Regions from separate parts of the Rattus norvegicus genome. Here region 2 is linked to region 1. Evidence: chromatin contacts called from public Hi-C data. All regions are on one chromosome and are shown on one strand. Each heading gives the region's core, a stretch centred on a gene start, on an enhancer-like site or on the middle of the called end of the contact. The rest is flanking DNA. Distances are from core to core; before and after follow the strand shown.

Region 1 (5,294 bases), core at 430-2,929:
GTGTCCTTGCTGCTCTCTATGAGCCTTGGGTCAGACAGAGCCAAAGGTCACTGGATATCCCTATAGCCACTCTCACTGACGTCTTCTCCGATATCACTCTATACCAGCACAAGGCAACCGAGGCAGGAAGACCTTCAGGAAAACCTTCCATGCTCTGACTCCTGCTCATCGCAAACCGAGTATCACGGCCAGCAGGAGGGAGGGGTGGGGCTCTCCATCCAGAGGGTCGTGAAGGCAAGTTATTTGGGAAGATGCTCGCCCTACAGCCTTGCCTCACACTACACGCTAATATAACCTTTAGCTTTTAGTAGAGCTAGCCAGTAAGAATTAACATCGTAAGCGACGCCAAGATGGTTTCTGCATCCGTCTCTAGGCGCAAACGTGTTGAAGTACATCATACAGGAAAAGCACTCTAGCACTGGTGCTGTGCAACTGAAAAAAATTATAGGCAGAATTCCAAAGTCAACGACACATTGAGATGCATTCGTTACGTGAAAGGACTTTGTGCCCTAACATAGGGAGGATTCCTCTAAGTAAACAAACCAACCAACAAAAAGCAGTAATGTTGATAAAAAGCAGACAAAAGGAAAGTGGTTTGCAGGGAATACATATATAACCACAGGTGTGCAAAGACTCAGACTCCTAGGGGGAGGGTGGGGGGAGAACCGAAGACTGAGAATTCAGGAAAGACTGGTGCGTTTGAGACACTTCCGTTTCAAAGGAGAGTTTCCCCAAGGAAATAGAGATTGGAACAAAGATCTGGTGTTAGCTCAGCACTGTTCATAAACCCTTTAAATATCTGACATGGGGGGGGGGCTGGCTAATAGATAAACAGTAATCACTTTATATAGATACTAAAAGAGACCTACAAAAGAATATTCAATGACATTGTAAGGTGTCTGGAATATAAAATACTGAAAAAATCAAACAGATAAAAGTCCCTGGTTTTAAACATAAAAGATACACATGGTTGTGTATTGAGGATCCCCGATGCTGTCCAAGAAAGGGATTAGTGGTCATTAAGTCGTCCCTTCTTTCCCCTTCACGGGAACTCTTTGCAAGAGCTGCCCTTGGAGGGACAGCCCCACCTGTCCCTTGTAACAGCGCTCAGGGTTCACACTGAGAACGGCTGTCCGTTCTCACTGTTTATGGTGCCACACATCCCCAAAGTCCTTCTGGGACTCGTGGTCACCTCTCATGTACCAGATCTGGGTGGTGCTGGCATATCTGGGTGATGCCCTACAGTTCCCAGACTGACACCGGTGTCTTTAAACACACCCACCCTAAGAGCACCGTGTGCATGGCCTAGATTTGTCTGGAACCAACAGCAGACTGGCAGAGAAGAGACTTAAACATGCCAGGAAAGAGACGTGAAGGTTGCAGAGTCCTAAAGACCAACGATGGCCAAGCTGGTGGCGTTATTTCCTTGCTGGAACAGGTTTGGTTTTCATTCCTTTTTAGATTTTAGCTGCAACAATCATGGGAGATTTCCGTAAAGATGGCCAAGTGTATTTTTATAAAAAAATTAAAACAAAACAAAAAACCCCAAACACTAACAGAGAGAGAGAGAGAGAGAGAGAGAGAGAGAGAGAGAGAGAGAGAGAGAGAGAGAGAGAGGAGGGGCATTAAGTTTTTTTTTTTTAATCCATCAGCAGAGGGAGCCTGTGTCCCATCAGCTGCTCACGCCCAGTCTAAGCACCGAGGAGATGAGGTCCGAGCAGATTGGTACCTGTTCGCTCATGGTGTTGATTCCATCCGGCCCCAGCAAAGACACTGCCTGCTTCACCAGGTCGGTCCGTCCACAGTTCAGCATCCGGAAGCCCAAGTCCTGCTTGAACTTGGCTTCGATGGCCACTGCGTCCAGCTTCCGAGAAGCGCAAAAGCAGTCGTCCGCCCTGAGGGGGGTGGAGGGAGAGATGGTCACGTGGGTGCAGCCGCTCTTCCCCAGGATCTGGTCCCCGAGATCAAACGTCCGAGCAAGCCCCCCTGAGCTCCTCCTTTGCTTTCCCGGCGGCGGCGGCGGCGGCGGCGGATTTCCTTTCTAGGTTCCCATTTAAAACAACTGCCTCAGCCTGGCAGGGGTGCGGCACTCTTTAATCCCAGAACACAGGAGACAGAGGCTGGTGGATCTCTGAGTTCGAGGCCAGCCTGGTCTATAATGTGAGTTCCAGGACAGCTAGGGCTACATGGAGATACCCTGTCTCAAAAATCCCAACCAACCAACAACTCCAACCCCCACCCCCCTATCACCGCTCCCGTTTCCTGGTGGCTCTAAGTCCTGTCTTTATTGCACTCCGGTCTGGTCCTTCAGTGTGCCAGTAGCATCCTCAGCTAAGAATTGTTTCGTTATGCAAACATTTAGGCACTGTTTATATAGGTTAGGTCCTCTGCTTAACGTTTCATGTGAGTGGTGGTAGGTATAATTCCTCTGAGGGACTTTCAACCTCCAAACAAACAAACAAACAAACAAACAAACAAACAAACAAAACACAGGAATGAGGAACCTCTCTGAGGCCACCCCATCTACAGGTAACAGCTTGGATTTGAACCAGAGTAGCGTCAATCTTTGGATCTACTGTGCCACCCTATCTCCCAAAGGCAGAATCTATGGCTTCCTTGTTCACTCGACTGACGCCTCACACTCGGCTGCGGACTTCTGAGCAGGCGTTTGCCTGTGTCCATGCCAGTGACAGACATGGGAGTGGACAGAGCACAGGATGGAGTCCCTACATTCAAAACAGAACAAGCCGGAGAACCTGCTAGATGAAATGAGAGGCGGCAAGGTGCTTCAGCAAGCCAGCTGTGTGAGGCTACCCACAGAGGCCATGATTCTAGGGCATTAACCCCTGGGCAATGTGTGCCAGGAGCTGAGGGAGGTGGGGCAAGACCACAGAGGCCCTTCAGCTACACAGCTGTGGTGGGAGAGGATGGGGGTACCCCAGGGTCTAGCTTCAAACATGGCATCCACATCCTAGGCACAGAACGGAGCTACGCCTCACGGCTTCTCAGCCCAGTACATGTGGGCTTTGAACTTGTCTAGCGCTGGCAGATCAGGCAAGTAGAAATGTTAAATCAGAAGTGCGTGGGCATCTTCATACCAAGGCTTTATCCATTATTTATCGAAGATGGAAATTTAACTGGGTTTCTTCTTTTTCTTTCGGAGAAGGGCAAATATAAATACACAGAGAAACTCAGGATCCTTTACCTATAGTGTGGCGGCCAAGTTCATTCAAAGGGTTAATGATCCCCAGAGCTGCCGAAGGAAGCCTTGTGACATCAGGGTAACAGGGCAAGACCCCAGAACACAGATCACAGAGGCCTCCAGGGGAGCAAGTGCGAACCTGTGCATGTTATTCTAATGTACAGGATCTGTGTGTTCGTGTTTGAACGTGTGTGTGTGTGTGTGTGTGTGTGTGTGTGTAAATCTCTGGGAGTCATCGGACTTGATTGATTCATTGCTGAGACAACCTTTCTTCTGCTAGATGCTAGCAATGCTGAAAAAGGCTGCCTTGTGCAATCTCATAGCTCCCATTCCAGGGAAAGGATGTGTGTGCTGGACGGATCAGGGACTCTGATTTTCAGGCAGACATGGCTGTTGTACTCATACACTCATAGTAGCTGTGGTTCAAGATCTGTACCACTGGGCTGGAGAGATGGCTCAGTGGTTATGAGCACTGACTGCTCTTCCAGAGGTCCTGAGTTCAAATCCCAGCAACCACATGGTGGCTCACAACCATCCATAATGGGATTCGATGCCCTCTTCTGGTGTGTCTGAAGACAGCTATTTTTAAAAAAGATCTGTACAGCCTTGGACCTGTCAGCATTTCACACGGAGTAGGGTGTTGGGGGTTTCAGGAGGACTGGCTACTCCCTGAGGATGTGTTTCTGGGTGGGGGCTGGGGGGAAGAAATTTTCTTCAGTGGTATATCCATTGGTAATGCGCCCATACTCCTGTAAACAACTCTAACAAGACTCACTGGGTCATTCAAGACAAAACGAAAACCATGGAGACAGAGGAGGGATTGTTTGGAAAGAGGGAGGGGCTTCACCAGTGGTGGGGTGGAGCAGAAAGAGTGACAGAATTGGGTCATGATGAGACCCCGTATGTGTGGTTGATATGCACCAATAGCAACATTCGAAAAAGGAGTCCCCATCTGGGGATCACAGTCACGGAAAAACCCACCTACTCATTTCCTCTTGCTTGGCTGTCTCTAACGGCCTCCTCGGGTTTCCCCCTTCCCTTCAATCAAGCCGCACTCCATGTGATTGGACGAGCATTGCCAGTGCCCACTGCCTCGGACCCCATACCTAGGAGCTCCAGGGGAGGGAGGAAGACGCTGGGCTCACAGGACTCACGAGCTTGTAAACAGATAATTGGAAGAACGTCACAAGTGTTTACCAGCTCCTGAGGTCCTTGATTTTAATTAGAACGAGACAAATGGCAGGAAAATTACTGCAGCTAAAATGATGATAATTGTTATTACAGGAAGCTGACGACGTTCACTGAAAACTTACCGTGGAGGTCTAAGCTCTTCCTGTGTGTTAACCCATGCCACCATCACAGTGAGCCCAAGGCTGAGTATTGTGTGCGGCCCATGTCAACCATGAGGAACCCGAGGCGAAGGAATTACCAGAGACACAGGTGCTAAGCTGGCATGTGTCAGGAGTGACCTAGCCTCTGCCTGTTGCGGGTCAGAGGGTCTTGGAACACGTCATCATGTTCTGTCCGAACACACGTAGCTTCTCCTGCAGCTGGACTGTTGGCTATCTCTTAGACCCTGAAATTCAGCATTTCCGAAATTGAACTATATGGAGACCTCTATACTTGCTCCCGGATGCCTCACCTCAGCCACTGGCACTGCTGCTCACGTAGGTTCTGAAAGCAGAATGAATCTGTTTTCATACCCATATCCATCCCGATGCACCTGAATCCCGAGTCTATCCCCTTTCTCCACCCTCCATGGTCCTGGGTCCTAGCACAGGTCTCTGGGTGGAATGCTGTAGGGGCTTAATAATCTTCTTGATGTTGTTCTCCCTGTCCCATGACACCTCTCACACAGAGTCGGAATGTCAGTGTAGGCAGGTCCTGGCAGGTCCTGGCAGGTCCTGGCAGGTCCCTACTTAAAGTCTTCTAAAGCCTTCCAGTATACTGAGAATAAATTTTGGCTCTTGGCACTGAGCTGCGTGCAGGGCCTAACTGGGCCCACTGCCCACATTTCTTTCCTCTGTCTACATCATTTCTTCCCTTTCTACACACTAAGGTCTTTCCTGCCCCAAGGACCGTGTCTCTGAAG
Region 2 (5,663 bases), core at 212-2,711, 240 kb after region 1:
CGATAGGACCTGGATCGCCCCAGATACGGCCGCCGCAGCTCGGCCGGCAGCGGGCTCCCCCCGGCTCCCGGATCCGGGCCGCGGTTCTCTGAGCTCCCGCCCCGCACTAAAGCGCTGTAGCCAGGCGGCTGCAAAACCCTGCTGAGCCCTAGCAAACCAAGCAGTCAGAGGGCGGGCGTATGCAAAGCAGTGCCGTCGAAAAGCCAATGGAATTGGCAGATGCTAATTACTTAGGGTTTTTTTTTTATCCCTCCCTTCCACGCGGCCCCGCCCCTCAGACACGCCCCCCGGCCTTGACCAGGGCTGCAGCTAGGAGGGAGCTGCGGCCTAGGTGGAAGCATGGCGAAGGAGATCAGCCATCCTGCAACTGTAGCTTCCCTAGTTCCGGCTTTTGGTGTATCGACAAAATTTTCATTTATGTCGTTATTTGTTCCACTCTGCGGTTCACAAAGTGTTTGCCCGAGGGTCACTTTCTGTTTCGGCATTTTAGATTTCTCTTTCCCTCCCACCATTTCATATAAGAAGCATGTCTCCCCGCCTCGTTCTCAGGCACCCCGACTAATGCAAGCAGATTGCCTCTTCTCAGCCTGGGTTTGCTCCAGCATGGAGGGAAATAAACCAGGAAGGTAGAGGCAGGGAGGCTGATGAACGTCACTGGGAAGTAAATCTCTAGTCATAAACTACCTGGCACCGAGACTTTATAGGTTTGTCCGGTAGGCAGGAATCTACACCCACCCTAAGTCCCAGGACTTGCGTGCGTGTGCGTGCGTGTGCATGTTGGAGGTGGAGGGGACGTGGTGTTTACAGCCCCTTTGCTGTTCTGGTGGACAATCTTCTAGACAGCTCAGTTTTAAATTTGTGCAGAGGGAGAATATTCTTTTCAACTATATGCGTGAGTTGGCTGCATTTCTGTGTCTAATGGCATTCATTGCCTTGGCTATTTGTCTGCCCCCACCTACCTTAGGAGAAACGTTATTCATCCGAAAATTCATAGCTCCTTTACTCAATCCTGTGCCTACAAGAAGCCCACCCAGATCTCCCAAAACTATTTTGGGTGTTTTCCACCACCCAACCCACTTCGATGGCCTCACATTTCCGGGCCCTTGTCACTGCGGATGGCTACCATCTATCTATTTGTCTGGGTCCCACATTGGCTGGGGAGTTGTGGTAAATGTTATGAGTTGTGGAGGGAAGGTCATGCTTTGAACTGCTGGTTTGAACGTTCGACCACGGCCAACAGAGATGTGAGAAAACATGAACCATCACTGGCCGTCAGGAAAACTGCACATCAAAACCATAATGAGCTGCCAGCGCACGCCTGTTAGGATGGCTATTATCGGAAAGTCAGAAGGTTGCAAGCATCAGCAAGGGCGTGGAGGAAAAGGAAGAGTGTACTCTATTGGTGAGAAGGGACGTTGATATAACCATTATGGAAAACAATACTGACGATCCTCAAAAAAAAAAAAACCACAATAATTAGAAGCACCACATGATCCAACAATCCCACATCTGGATCTTTAACAAAAAGAAATAAAGTCACTATTTAAAGGATCTATTGACCCCTCCCCTCCTTGTTCATTGAAGCATAATTTGCAACAGCCAGGAGAGACTAGTGTTCAGATTCCAAGTAGAAGGAAATCATGCCATTCATAACACTTGGCGAATCTGATCAGTTTGGTCACGCTGAGGGAAATATCTCACTGGCGTGTGACTCCGAAAAGAATCACATACATGATAACAGCAGAATGTATGACGGTGACTGGGCTCAGACAGGGGCGGAAAGGGACTTAGAGTTATGGAGTTTTACAGCTCTAGAGACATTACATACATACGGAGCGGCGTTTATAGTGGATAATAATGTCTATAGGAAGGATTCTGTAAGTGTTCTTATCACGTAGGGGAAAAGGTCGCATGGATGTGCTGAGAGATATGTTAATCGTTTTGATTATGGTAATTGTTCACGACACATATATTAGACACCACAGAGTGCGCCTTAAATGCCTATCATCTTTGTCATTCAGAGCTCAGTAAGGATGGGCATGGGGCGTGGGGCAGCTGTGGGTTACCTGCTGTTTTTCCTACATTTCCCACGCCATCCTGTAATTTCCATCCTAATACATAACCATAGCAACACATCCCCTTTCCTGTTGTCTAAAATGAGGATATTCCTGAAGTTTATATTGTCACACATAACGAAACCAAAAACAACAAACAGCTCACATCAAAAAATGTGAGCTATTTTATTCATTCATTCATTTATTTATTTAGTTTCCCAGATACCTAAAGTTTACACTCATTAGCTGACTTTCAGGAGTCCCACACTATTCTCAAACTCCCTTTCTGTAATTTCACACACACACACACACACACACACACACACACACACACACACAAACGGTGAGGGATGGGAGAGAGAGAGAGAGAGGGGGGGGGGGCAGAGACAGGGAGACAGAGACAGAGATAGAGACGGAGACAGAAACAGACAGGGGGCGCTCTCTCACATACACACATTGCATGCTGTGGCTCTAGATCGGATTCGTCGGCAGTCTGATATTCCAAGTCAGCTTGCTGTCTTTTCCATCCCTGCTGCTCCTTTGGTGCAGATGTCCATCTCCGCTCTTTTCTTCCTAAAACCTCCTCTCTTCTCAGTCTGTGGGATTTGGCTCCACTCGAGAGTGCTGCGATGTTTTCTTTTCCTGATGCTGCCTGCTCTGCACCCAGGCGGGAGAAGGTATTGCTGTGCTCATGGCGCAGTGCTTCTTCTAAAGCCCCTTTCGTTTCTCTGCATGGTTTCTTGGTCCTCTTGTTCACCTCAAGCTAATGTGCTGAGGGGTCGACGGTGTTGAGTGCTGGGTGGAACGCAGCGAGCAAAGACCTACAGCTGCCTCCTGTGTGGAGGAAACTCTCATAAAGCAACGCATTGCACTGCACCCTGATTCATTCTCTCCTGTGACGTGAGGTCAACCTGATACTGCTCTCTCTGCCACTTTGCCAGTCATCTACCCCAAGCTCATCTGTTCCATCCATTTTCCCTTCTGTTTGCTCATCTCTGAGATGCCCCAGTCAACCTACCTTATAGAGTTGTGTAAATGAAATAAGGTCCCACATTATGGAATAACTCTGAACATATTTGCTAGTAGATTTTACACTTCTTTCTTTTATTTATTTATTTATTTATTTACTTATTGAGCAATGCACTTAACTACCAATGGAATCGGAAGAAAGGAAAACAGATCTTACTTATAAAATAAAGCTACCTCAGTTTGAAGGCATTGCCTAATCCTGCAGAAATGCTTCTCTTCTGAAGTTTCAGATGCAGATGTGACTCCTCCCCCATCCAGCTGGCACATGCCTTAAGAGCTGGGACCTCATCTAGTGGTGGCCAGGACTGATGACCTGATTTCACAGCACTGTGGATAAATGAAAGCCTAACTCCAAATATTTCACAAAGGTAAAATTCTTTGTAATAGCATCAAATGACCATGAACTGTAGTTTGAATATGCTTAGCCCAGGGGGTGGCACTATTAGGGGGTGTGACCTTGTTGGAGTAGGTGTGGCATTGTTAGAGGAAGTGTGTCATTATGGAGGTGGGGCTTTGAGGTCTGCTAGTGCTCAAGCTCCATGCAGTGTGGAAAGAGCCTCCTCCTGGCTGCCTTCTGATCAAGATGTAGAATTCTCAGTTCCTCCAGCACCACGTCCAACTGTACCCTGCCATGCTTTCTGCTATGATAATGGACTCAACCTCTGAGACTGTAAGCCAGCCCCAATTAAATGTTTGTCTATATAAGAGTTGCCTTGGTCATGGCATCTCTTCACACCAACGAAACCCTAAGACAGTGAGTGACAGAAAACACTGCCAAGAATAAACACACCAGCAGAGTGATAAAGGTCCCATAGGATTAGAAAATTCACTCTACAAAAAAGCAGAAAAGAGGAGAAGGAGGAGAAGGAGAAGGAGGATAATTCACTCGAAAATCCTACTTGACAGAGGTAACCAATACTAACAGTTTTTACTCCTTCCCTTTTAAGTTCTCCCGTGGCTGTTTTCTTTGAAGGTGTAGGAGTGTGTACAGGTATGTAAATATATCGACACAGTTGAGATTTGCATCAATTACTTCTCTCTTGCTGTAATAAAACACTACGACCGAGGCAACTAATAGAAGAGTTTATTTGGGCTTACGGTTCTAAAGGGTTCAAATCCATGATGGTGAAGTCAGGGCAGCAGGCACCCAGAGCAGAGACTGAGGGCTCACATCTTAACCACAAGGCTGAGCAGAGAGAGGGAACTTGAAATGGCACACATCTTTAACTCTCAAAGACCACCTCCAATGAGATACTTCAAAAAGGCCACCTCCTTAGGCTCCTCAGACCATACCACCAACTCAGGACCAAGAGTTCCAACACCTGAGTCTCTTGTGGACGTTCTCATATAAGCCTCCGCAGGACGGTTCTGCATATCACTTCGCACTCTGATTTTTCCCAAACACTTCTTCGACGCTTACCCCTTCTCGCATGGTATTAAAACCCATCCTAACCATTTTACATTTTGTGGCTAGAAGATATTCTACGGCGTAAAAATGTTAAACATCAAAGTAACGGAAGAAAACATTAGAAGATTGAAGAGATCTCCGTGTTCGTGAATTGGAGACCAAAAACTATCGCCGATTCGATGCGATTCCCATTAAAATTACTGTGATATCCTTTAGGAGGAACCAAACAATCCAGTCAGTCAATGAGGTAACAATGCAAGGAGGCAATGAAAGCAACTGGCAGCTCTCAAAAGACAAAACACAAATGGCCAGTGGAAGTATGAAAAAAAAAAAAAAGATCAACCTCACTGACCATGAGAGAGATACAAATTAGAATTACGTTGATACTCCTTCTCAGAGTGATACTTCTACTCAGAGTTGATACTTCTACTCAGAGTAGCCATCACTGAGAAAGCAAATGACAACAGACGCTGCTACAGATGTGGGGGAAAGGAAAAGAAGTATCACTATCAGTGGAAATAAGTGTGGTGGCTCCTCACAAAACTAAAAGTAGAGCTCCCATCGGACTCCAAGGGACTCCAGGCTAGTACTTCACAGAGATACCTGCGCACCGATGTTTGTTGTACCACTATGCAGAAGAGCCGAATTATGGAACCAAGCTGGCCGGCTAACAGCAGAGGAATGTAGATTGCGGTCTGTAAGCAGGTGAGGGCAGGTGAAAGACAAGGCTAGAGCCTGTGATTGGACGGTAGAAAAGGAGGGCGGGCTTAAGAGGTTTGGGGAGGCAGGAGAGAAAGGTGGGAGGGGAGAAGGAGGGCTGATGGAGGAAGAGAAGGACTACCCAGATCTTTGTGGCTTTAAATAGCCACAGGTAGCTATGAATATCATGTAAGGGACGGATTATTACAGGACAATTTGTCCAGTCTAAGTGGGCAGCTTATATCAATATCAATCGGCTCTGAGTTCTTTGTGTGAACGTTTTGTGGTTGAGAATTTACTGATATAAATCTGAGTGATAAATTACAAGCCTCTAGAGTTTTGATTTTACCGGCTTAGAGAGATTTGTGAAGGTTAACCGAGAGATGGGCGTTGCCGCATGGGGCTCGCCACGGAAGCAGGGAGACCGCTGGGGCCAGAGAGTAGCCGGCGCTAGCATGAGGTGGTGCTCCGTG

What was found. Hi-C and Micro-C count contacts between places; a contact is called where the count stands out from the background.
Region 2: a contact with region 1 is called in a Hi-C map of kidney, with 4 times the contacts expected there. The contact joins the promoter of Abtb3 here to the enhancer-like site in region 1. A contact is called at or near these places in 5 of 12 Hi-C or Micro-C datasets (frontal cortex, kidney and liver) and 1 of 1 datasets of contacts at active chromatin or transcription factors (oligodendrocytes).

What each region holds. Positions count from the first base shown.
Region 1 is chr7:19,956,617-19,961,910 of GRCr8, forward strand. Abtb3 (ankyrin repeat and BTB domain containing 3) reads right to left here. Exons shown (of 13, transcript XM_063264584.1): 5 at 1,730-1,895. Among named protein-coding and RNA genes, the nearest start is that of Pwp1, 73 kb to the left of the region's middle. Within about 2 kb of position 1,680, at least 22 of the 93 cell types and tissues checked have an H3K27ac peak or open chromatin away from gene starts, as enhancers often do. A contact at or near this core is called in kidney, where this site is marked.
Region 2 is chr7:20,198,279-20,203,941 of GRCr8, forward strand. It overlaps Abtb3 (ankyrin repeat and BTB domain containing 3), which reads right to left and starts at 1,462. Exons shown (of 13, transcript XM_063264584.1): 1 at 1-1,462.